Regions from separate parts of the Mus musculus genome. Here regions 1 and 3 are each linked to region 2. The links are chromatin contacts, called in public HiChIP or PLAC-seq maps. All regions are on one chromosome and are shown on one strand. The core of a region is the stretch at or near the end of the contact, and the rest is flanking DNA. Distances in the headings are between cores, read along the strand shown. Region 1 holds the start of Rab11fip4os1 (RAB11 family interacting protein 4 (class II), opposite strand 1). Region 2 holds the start of Nf1 (neurofibromin 1). Region 3 overlaps Ksr1 (kinase suppressor of ras 1).

The links. HiChIP or PLAC-seq counts read pairs in DNA pulled down with a chosen protein or histone mark.
Region 1: a contact with region 2 is called in an H3K27ac HiChIP or PLAC-seq map of large pre-B cells, with 2.6 times the contacts expected there. The contact joins the promoter of Rab11fip4os1 here to the promoter of Nf1 in region 2. A contact is called at or near these places in 2 of 39 promoter capture datasets (pre-B cells and stem cell-derived epiblast-like cells) and 5 of 115 datasets of contacts at active chromatin or transcription factors (CD8 T cells, bone marrow-derived macrophages, embryonic stem cells and 2 more).
Region 3: a contact with region 2 is called in an H3K4me3 HiChIP or PLAC-seq map of bone marrow-derived macrophages, with 5 times the contacts expected there. The contact joins the enhancer-like site here to the promoter of Nf1 in region 2. A contact is called at or near these places in 1 of 39 promoter capture datasets (embryonic stem cells), 1 of 484 Hi-C or Micro-C datasets (the G1E-ER4 cell line), 10 of 115 datasets of contacts at active chromatin or transcription factors (astrocytes, bone marrow-derived macrophages, embryonic stem cells and 5 more) and 3 of 9 other capture datasets (adipose tissue, liver and macrophages).

What each region holds. Positions count from the first base shown.
Region 1 is chr11:79,621,648-79,624,864 of GRCm38.p6, forward strand. Rab11fip4os1 (RAB11 family interacting protein 4 (class II), opposite strand 1) reads right to left here and starts at 1,516. Exons shown (of 3, transcript NR_003283.1): 1 at 1,253-1,516. The region is part of intron 3 of Rab11fip4 (RAB11 family interacting protein 4 (class II)); the gene reads left to right.
Region 2 is chr11:79,338,254-79,341,701 of GRCm38.p6, forward strand. It overlaps Nf1 (neurofibromin 1), which reads left to right and starts at 1,639. Exons shown (of 58, transcript NM_010897.2): 1 at 1,639-1,806. The coding sequence starts at 1,747.
Region 3 is chr11:79,074,989-79,078,138 of GRCm38.p6, forward strand. The region is part of intron 1 of Ksr1 (kinase suppressor of ras 1); the gene reads right to left. Among named protein-coding and RNA genes, the nearest start is that of Gm11201, 53 kb to the left of the region's middle. Within about 2 kb of position 1,738, at least 115 of the 459 cell types and tissues checked have an H3K27ac peak or open chromatin away from gene starts, as enhancers often do. A contact at or near this core is called in the G1E-ER4 cell line, bone marrow-derived macrophages, memory CD8 T cells and 2 more, where this site is marked.

The DNA.
Region 1 (3,217 bases), core at 266-2,765, 280 kb after region 2:
CATTAGCTTCCACATAAATGCACAGAGTGTGTGTGTGTGTGTGTGTGTGTGTGTGTGTGTGTGTGTGTGTGTGTGTTTTAATTTATTCTGCTGTTATCGCCAAATGATCTGTTTATAATGCATTGGACTGTTTGCAAGCACAGCTGTGTACCACAGAGACAGTTTAAGTTGCACTATCCACAGTCTCCAGGGAACCTTCCGGCTGGATGAGGACTCTTTTGGTTTCTCACCCAAGTCAGCTCCAAAACCCCTCTGGCTCTGGGTAGTCCCTCATCCTGAGGCCACCTCCCTGAGAAATGGAAGAAGGCTAGAGCCATAGTATTCTGCGTGGTGGTGTCCAACTGGGCTTCGGCAGGGAGGAAGCTATATGAGGTGTCTGGTAATGCTGAGGGTGGCCAAACAGACCGTGTCGGAGAAAGCTAAGGCACTATCAAGAGACAGAAGTGTATCAATTCAGTTGAAGATTGCAGTTATGCGGGCTGAGTATATCCTGGTGTTAGATTATTTACCTAGGTTCTCATAATTGAGCCTGATCAGATTGAGACATACTTGCAACAATGGTTCTCAACCTTCCTAGTACTAGGACCCTTTCCTCATGTTGTGGTGACACTCACATCCATGAGGTCATTTTATTGCTACTTTATAGCTGTAATTGTGTTACTGTTATGAATTGTCATGTAAATGCCTGATATACAGGATCTGATATGTGTCCCCAAAAGGGTCAGAACCCACAGGTAAGAAACACTGACTTAGAAGATTAGGAAAGGCCATTCAGGGTGGGTTGGGGAGGGTGTTTTCAGAGAGGGTTAACTAAAAGGAGATGTGCCCTGAATATACAGGCCCCGCCATCCTGTCAGACGGAATGAAAGGACAAGAAAGGGAAAAGTCGGTAGATCAGGTTCACCACCACCACCACCACCACCCTGCCCTTCCCCACCATGAGGTATGACGCTTCTACCACACATTCCTACTGCCGTGTTACTCTGTCTTACCTCAGTCTCCAAGCAATGGATCCCAGTGAGACTCTGAAACCATGAGCCAAGATAAGTTCGTCCTCCCTCCCTCCCTCCCTCCCTCCCTCCCTCCCTCTCTTCCTCGAGTCCTTCATTGACAACAGGACTAACACAAGATCTAGGGCAGGAACAGGACAGTGGGTTTTGTAAGGTGGGAACAGTAACGGATCTGGTCATTCAGAGATTCACCATCTGACGATGACTTAATTCTAATACAACAGGGTTTATTAAATACTGACCGGGGAGCTGGAGAGATGACTCAGAGGTTAAGAGCATTGGCTATTTCTCCAGACGTCCTGATTTCAATTCCCAGCAACCACATGGTGGCTCATAACTATCTATATTGAAGTCTTCTGGCTTGCAGGCATACATGTAGGCAGAATGCTGTATATATTATAAATAAATTAATTAAAAAAATATACTGGCCAAGACCATTCCTGAGACTCAAGCTCAGAGAATGGCCCCCGAATTCCATTAGTCAGGAGTTTATAAAGGCAAAACTCACGAGGCTACAAACTTCCTGCCTTTGTCCAACCAGGGGCAGGCATATATCCTGACGTACTTCCTGCCTATGTACCTCCTCCGCCTACCCATGATCAAGTGCATATCCTGTGCAGTTGGGGCAACCAAGCTTGTTTACAGAAGTGAAAATGTGTGGTTTGTTATCGTACATAAACTACAGCATTTCAGGAAGTTATCTGTCCTTGAGCAAGTGGACCTTACAGGTTACAGGCTTTTGTTTTGTTTTGTTTTGTTTTGTTTTGTTTTGTTTTTTAGAGACAGGGTTTCTCTGTGTAGCCCTGACTGTTCTGGAACTCCCTCTGTAGACCAGAACGCCCTCAAACTGAGAGAGATCCCCCTGCCTCTGCCTCCTGATTAAAGGCATGCACTACCCCCTGGTGAAGCATTTCTGCTTTATATTTCTCTTAAGCACAGTAATTTAAACTTAAAACATAGTGTTGCTATCACAGGAATAAAGAAACTGAATAACAGGAACAAAAAGCTGATTGGCCAGCATCAAACTGCTATTTTGAAAGGGTTAAGGTAGCAGGAGACTCCCTTACCGTACCAGCTAAGACCCTCCTGATTTCCACATAGCAGTTTAGTTTCCGTCTTAGTGGCACGAGACACTGTCATGAGCAAGGCTCTTTCTGTCCAGTCTGCTTAGTGCAGATGCCTGCTCCTCACAAAGGGAACCTGTAAATTTTGTCTAACAATTTGAAGATGACAGAGACTAAACGTCCAGCCGCTGTGGGGCCAGGGTACAAGTCTGGTTCCAGACTGTGCTCAGCTTGAGAACCGTTAGGGGTAGACCTGGATAACCAGGCTCCAAGTGTGTGTAAGGCCAGCGCTGAGGGCTCCAGAACTGTTTTACTGTGTCCGGTCCATGAATGCATTCAGGACCAATGGAACCAGACCTGGGACAGAGAACCCCCAATGTGGGGCTGACACTAAGTGGCCCTGGACTCTTTTTGGGCCCAGCCTTTGTGGAGGGTGCAGAATGAGTAGGCGGTACCGTCATTTAAAAATGGGATCCGCACCTCACTAAGGCCACTGACTACCCATACAACTTCAGCAAGTTCCCCTCAACATCTCAGAACCTCAGTTTTCTTGGCCAAAAAGCAGGACTTGCCCAGCCAGGCTAGGTCTGATTTAATGCAAGGACAAATCAGGGATCCACAATCATCCGAGTCTCTGCATCCCCTTCACCCTTGAGGTCCAATGTTTCAAAGACATGTCAAAACGAAGCTTGCAGTGAGAAGTTGGAGAACAGAGATGCACTGAGGCCAAGAACCCCAGGGGTACCCAGGAGCAGGGACATGTTCCATGGGCTCCAGCAGCTTCCGTGGCATCCGTACTGTCTCAACCACAGCCAGAAAAGATGGTGCATTTAGCAAAGAGGGGAAGTAGGCTCGGAGGACCTGACCCTCAAGAGGGAATTCTTTATAAGCAATGGTCTTGTTGTATTGTTTTCCCAAAATCCAGAGGTCCCAGAGAGGCAGAAAGACGGAGCCAGCAATCTCAACAACCTGGCTCTTCCCGTCTCCCCTGTAGGACTGTAGAATGTGACTGTGAGTGTTATGCCTCTTCCAGGAAGACAAACCTCTTCCCATCCTCCACACAGCTCTGGCCAGAGCACCCACTGAGGCTGTGTATTCCTAGGCATGGCAGGTGACTTGGTTTGGCTTAGTCAGATAGCTTGG
Region 2 (3,448 bases), core at 389-2,888:
GAGACTTCTTTTACAGCTATACCACTTTGTCCGTGGGCTACTAGCTCTGTGGATTTTCTGTGGTGAAATGAAAATTGTGGTTTTGTTTCATCTTATCACCCAGTTGGTATCTTCCTATGTGGCTAATGGTTGATGGCTGCAGGCTGTTGTCTGAGTGCGCGTCCACACTTTTGTTTTTGAGACAAGGCCACACTATGGAGCAGTGGTTGACTCAGGAGGATTTGCTTGCCTCTAATGAAAGCGAGCATCTCCACATCCTGCTTCTAAACACATTTTAACACTGACTTAATTCAAGTGCATTGAAGAAAACTCATTTCAAAGTCCAGTGTCAGAGCGCCTTTCCCTCCCCATCCGATGAGTAGAGAGCTTCACCCTGTAGCTCTGCTTGGCCTGGAAATCCCCAAGTAGAACAGGCTAGCCCCGAGCAAACTATCTTTTGGGTTTATCCTCTTTTGTAAGTGTGCACAGCCAATTCCACACAAGTCCTTCAAACTCTGGTTCTGGGCATTGGGAAGGCCCTTGTTTCTGGAGAGCCATCCTTCTCGATTTGTTCTTAGAGTCAAACCATTTTGGTACTTATCAGCCCTTGGGCATGTATCCTGGAACCTCCAGTGCTCTGTTCATCAGATAGGTCAGGCTACTGAGTCCTACTGGAAAGGTTTGTTCGAAAGGCTGAAATGCATAAATGTTAGGCCTTTTAAAGGTCTTTACAGTATGGTGAACTAGTCTTCAATCTGAATTATCATCCGTGCAAAAAGTTTTATTAACTTGGTTGTCCGTCAGTTTAGTTGAGGAATTTCGGATTGGGGAATTCTAGTCTCCAACTTGGATCACCACTGGGCCTTGCTTTGGAATTTAAGCGACATTAAAAAGAAAAAAATCACGGAATCTCTCTTGGCCTTCTTTTTACCCGTTTTCAGCAGCCTTCAGAAGCCCCATCGACTGCGTGGCGGTGTGTGCCTTACATTTTTAAGTGAAGAAAGCGGAGAGAGACTGACTCCAGCCTCCGGGACAGATCAGCGACAGAGATCAGCGGTCGGAGAGAAAGCCTAGCCTCAGGACACCCTAACTTCTAACCCCGGGAGCGATCCAAGCCCGGAGGCCAGCGGGGGAAGGGCTGTTCGAGGCGGCGGTGGCAATGACAGCCTACGCACCGGAGTCGGCTCAGATTCTCTGGCCAGAGCCCCGCGCCAGTTTAGGTGGGGAGACCCGCGGCAGCGAGGGACGCGCGCCTCCGGGCCCGGAGGAGTTAGGTGACGTCACCTCCAGGAGGACTCGCTTTTTCATTAATGAAACCGGCCGGCCGCGGGCGCATGCGCAGCAGGCCCCTTCCCTCTCGCTTCCCCCTCCCCTTTCCCAGCCGCGCTCTCAATCTCAAGCTCGCTCGCTCTCCCTCTCCCCGAGCCGTGGAAAGGATCCCACTTCCGGTGGGGTGTCATGGCGGCGTCTCGGACTGTGATGGCTGAGGGGAGACGGCGCTAGTGGGGAGAGCCACCCACAGGCGCCCTCCCCTCCCCGGGCTCCCCTCCCCACCCCTCCCCCAGTCTCCTCGCCAACGCCCCCTTCCCCTGTCCCCCTCCCGGCGGGCCGCGCGGGCCCCCGTCCCCACCCCCGTGGGAACGCTAGCTGCCCGCACTCCTCAGCCGCTCGGCTCGCCGCTGCCCTCACCTCCGCGCCGGCCGCCCGCCCGCCCTCAGGCGGGCCCCGGACGCCGGCCCTCCACCGCCCCCGGGTCGCCGGGAGGACATGGCCGCACACAGGCCGGTGGAATGGGTCCAGGCCGTGGTCAGCCGCTTCGACGAGCAGGTAACGGGCCGCGGCGGGCAGGAGGTGGGAGCGGGTGGGGGTGGGGACGCGGTGGGTGAGGGGAGGAAGGAGCGGCTGCCTCTCGGGCTGCCGGGGGCTCCGCAGACCGAGGAAGGGCTGGGGTGGGGGGGCGACGCTAGGGGACTGCCCGGGGATTCGGCTGTGAGCCGGGGCTCTCCTTCCCTCCTAAACCGGGGGGGTGGGGCCTTGCCCGTGACCAGCCCTCCATCCCCTTTATCCCAGCCCTTCCGCTTGCTCTTGGTGCGGGGATGAGTGACCTGGGGGCGCTTTCAGGGCCACTCCATCTGGATTTAATGGTTCTCTCTTAACTCTCCCCTTTTAGAAGGAGGTAGATAGGGGTTCCCTCTTCCCTTAACCCCCTCCCCCCCATCCTCGTAACTGGGGATAACCGAAGGAACCCCCAGTCTGTGTATGCATCCCCAGTAGGAGCAAGATAATATCCTGCCCCACCCCCATTTTCTGTAGCTGCCCCTTGGGGGCAGGAGTAGGGAAAGCACAGGTTTTCTTACTTTTCTGCTCGGGGCGTCAGCTTGCCTGGATGATGTTCACACCAGCATCCTTGATAGCCGGATGACACAAGGTTGCCTTTTGCGTTTGCAGGGGAAACCGTAGTTCTGAAATGACTCCCCTCCCCCTTCCTTGCTTGATGATCACACCCCCCTCTCCAGTCCCTGCTTGCCAGCAGCCCCAGAATGAATCTTGGCTTTCCTAAGTGAGACTCCAAGAGTAAGGGGAGAAGGGTGAAAGCAAAGGGAAAATCTAGCTACAGACTAGACAGCAGAGACAGACAGCTAGGATGTGGTCCTAGGGCCAATAATTGTGACCATGGTTTGTTGTTGTTTGACTTGTTTTTGACTCTTTGAACCCTCATTGAGACTACTTGGGATGGAGGGAAAAGTTTTGTAGTTTAGGAAGGTTGCTTTTTATTCGCTGAGTTTTCCACACATAAAATTCTAAGGCTGATGAGTAGACAACCCACACATAGCCTTTTGTCCATGAGAACTAGTTTAATTTGATGCTATCTACAGATAGCTGGGGCTGGTTTAAAGGATGGTTGCTTTTTGTTGCAGTTCTGCCAGGGGGTGTCCTCTAATGAGAGAATTGTTTAGAATTGAACCAATCTCTTTTGTTTATTGGGTTTAATCACAAAACTGATTATGGGAGCTGACAGGTAGGGGAAGGGTTTCTTCTTTAATTTGACCAGCAGACATTTTTTTATAGGACTCAATCTTTTGACCTATCCGACAGAGGAAGTCTACCCAGAGGACACTGGGAAACCTACACAGAGCTGAATGTGGTGGTTATATGACTTTTGTCCCAGCACACAGGAGGTCAGAGGCAGGTAGATCTCTGTGTGTTGGAGGCCAGCCTGGTCTACAGACTACATGCCAGGATGTCAAGGTTACTAAGGGAGATTCTGTCTCAACACCCCCCCCCCAAAAAAAACAAACCTACATAGATAAAATTTTGTAGCTATCAGAGACTTCATTCATTTGGTTTCCAGACCAAAAGGCATCAAAACAAACTGTTGTTGTAACCCGCCTGAAGAAGTAAATATTACTGTGTAAATTGGTCCAGTTATAGAGCATTAGATTTCAGTAGAACATTAAGTAGAATGTTA
Region 3 (3,150 bases), core at 488-2,987, 260 kb before region 2:
ATAATGATAATAGAGCCTCCCTCAGAGAGTTTAAGAGATAAGCTCTCAGCCCATCACTGCACAGAAAAGCATCAACATGGTAGCTGTGACTGGGAGGGGACTGGACTGGAGTCTCCACACAAGCTATTGGGGATTTAAATGAAAGGATATCAGAAAATTCCAGACACATGGACCTGGTGTTTCCCAAGGGAACAATGTCCAAAGCATTCAAAAGGCTCAAGCAAGATAAGCTTGAACAAGGACAGACTGACCCAGGTCAAGCACAGAGTTCTGACCAGCACTGAGGAACACAGAGCAGAGGCAAGACACAAAAGAGAGCACAGCTAGGAACTGCTTGAAGAGGAGGCTCCTCCAGCTGAGGCGACCCAGCAGGGTCCACAGAGGGGAGGGCACCAGCAACCAGAGAGAACAAGGAAAGCCCGGGGTATCTAGTGAATATGAGACTCGTGGAGACCAGGCTACTATAACTTTCAATATTTCTCCCAAACAGCAAACAGCAAAAGCTTGCCTGAACTAAGTATACTGAACTAGAATATAGGACCCCCACAAGTAACATGTTAAGCTCCCCCGCCCCACCATGAAGGCAGGGCCTGTATCCATCTCACCCATTTCTGCCCCCTCATGCCCGGTACTGCACCTGGGTGTGACTTGGGCTCCCAATGGCAGAGGAAGGAAAGCCCAGGGTTCTAATCTCAGGATTTCCACTCAGTCTCTTCTTCCACTATAAGTGGCTTGCAAACCACACCTTCTGAGGGTTGACCAGAGGCAGGCCTACTTATCAGATAGCTGTGAGAACTCAAAACTACCCTTTTCCACACTGATGAAAGAGGCGGCTAGGCTCCTAATGTTAACAGTATCGTCAATAATAGCCATCCATCCCAGAGAGGGGCCCACAGGCTGGACCTCTGGGGGATGATTAATAACACCTGTTTTACATAGGACTTTGGCTGTGGCCAACTGATGTGGGGAAGTGCTAGTCTGAGGGTCTCCAGTTCCACTTGTCTGCCTTCCCCAAGCCATGTTCAGCCCCTCGCTCATCTTTGTGCCAATGACCCTCTTGCCATGAATCCCTGGACCTAGGCTAGGCGTCTGCGCTCCTTCCTCCGGGAAGCCTCTAGGCCCTCACCCAGGTGACTGTCAGTCCTTCCAGCTGGTCTGGCTCTCTTCCTTTAGGTTACAAGTTCTGCATAGCCACAGGTCTAGTCTGCATCTCTGAGTACCATCAGATGCCCAGTCTGCATCTCTGAGTACCATCAGATGCCCAGAAGCCTGGCACATGGCCTGGGCCTCACAGCCACACTCATTCCATACCCTACCACCAAGCTATACCTTATTGGATATAAAGATATTGGAGTTCTGGGTTAAGTATCGCAAAGCAGGCCAGGGGCAGGGCTGTGCAACACTGCCAATGGGGCCTGAGCTGAGTGAGGAACATGGCAAGTCCCTGCTGTGCTATGACTGCTGGCAGCTCTGGGGTCCTGGAGCTGCTGTCTCCTGTGAACTCACTTACTGAGGAGCAGTGCTCTATCCTGCCCAAGCAAAACAGCAGCAGCTGGCGTGTTAGGGTTCCCATCCCAGGGAGATGGGGCTGCTCTCACTTTCTGTGAAAGTTAGTGAAGTCTCGGAAGCACCAAACGGCCACTTTCTGAGACAAACCGCAGCAGGCCTGCCAGCCAAGCCCAGGGGGTGTGCCAGGGGACCTCACATCGATGGTGTCATTTCCTCTTTGCCACAAAACCCACAAGATCTGCATTTTCCGGAATTTAAAAGCACCAGAGGTTCCAGCGGGGTGGCCGCCTACAGAGCTAAGAGTCGTCACGTCATCGCTAGGATGCTGGCCACAGGTAGGGCCTCGGTCTGCCCACCTTGACAGCCATTTGCATCAAGAGTACTTGCCCCACTGTTCTCCACACAGCCAGGTTTACACAGTGTAAAAGCTCTGGTGAGCCCACAAACAAGTTGGCAGGTCCTGTATACAGCAAGCACTCACTAAGGTCCACTCTCTGCTCCGAGCTTTGATAGTTAGGATCAAAGATCTTAGAGAAAAGCCCCGGGGCTCAGCCTCAACCTCGGAAATGCAGCGACACGTGGAACTGTTGAACTACCTACAAGAATATTTGGAACTGGCAAGAAAAATGCAAGTCCCACAGTGTAACTGCAAGCTACTCAGGCCACCCTTGAAGACCACCTGGGCATGAGGAAGACTGTTAGCTCTACTTGGGTGGAACTGTCAATGAACTAAATCCTGTCCATTCAAAATATTGTAAATATGGGCTGGAGAGATGGCTCAGCAGTTAGGAGCGCTTAGGGCTCTTGCAGAGGACCTGAGTTCAGTTCCCAGCACCCATGCCAGGAGGCTAACAATTGTCTGGGGCTCCTCTAGCTCCAGAGGATCCCAAGCCTCTGACCTGTGAGGATACAAGCACTCATATGCACATACCACCCCCCCCACATGCACGCATGCACGCACGCAATCAAAAATAAGCCAGGCTTGGTGGTGAACACTTTTAATTCCAGCGTTCAGAAGGCAGAGGTCAGTGAATCTCTAAGTTAAAGAGCAGCCAGGGCTACACAGAGAAACCCTGTCTCAAAATAACTAGACCAAACCAAACCAGACCAAACCAACCAAATACACACACACACACACACAAAGACACAGGGACATGAGGGAAGACTCAGCTCTGAGACCACAGGCTGGCCATAAAGTCCCTCGCTGCCTCAGTTCCCTGTGGAAAAACACAGTCAAGGGATTCCCAGTGCCAGCCTCAGTCACAATAGGGTTGATGAACCTGAAAGGCGAAACTGTGTAGCCTGAGCCAGGGCAGTGGTGGATACCTGTACTCCCAGCACGTGGGAGAAGAGTTCAACGTCATCTTTGGCTATACAGTAAGTGTGACACCTGCCTGAGCCACATGGGACCCTGGGGGTGGGATGGGGGACCACACCAAATAAATTGCCTGAGCAGGGAAATGCTTGCTCAGTGATGGTTAGCATCCTTGCCAGGTGGTCTTCAGGTCCTCTTTCATCACCTCAATGGCAAGGACTATAGCAGTGGGGTGCTTGCCCATCTCTGGAGTTACCCCCCTCTCTGGGGTAAGAGCTAAAGGCAATGATAGCTAATGTTGACCACAGAATAATGTTTGGGATAAC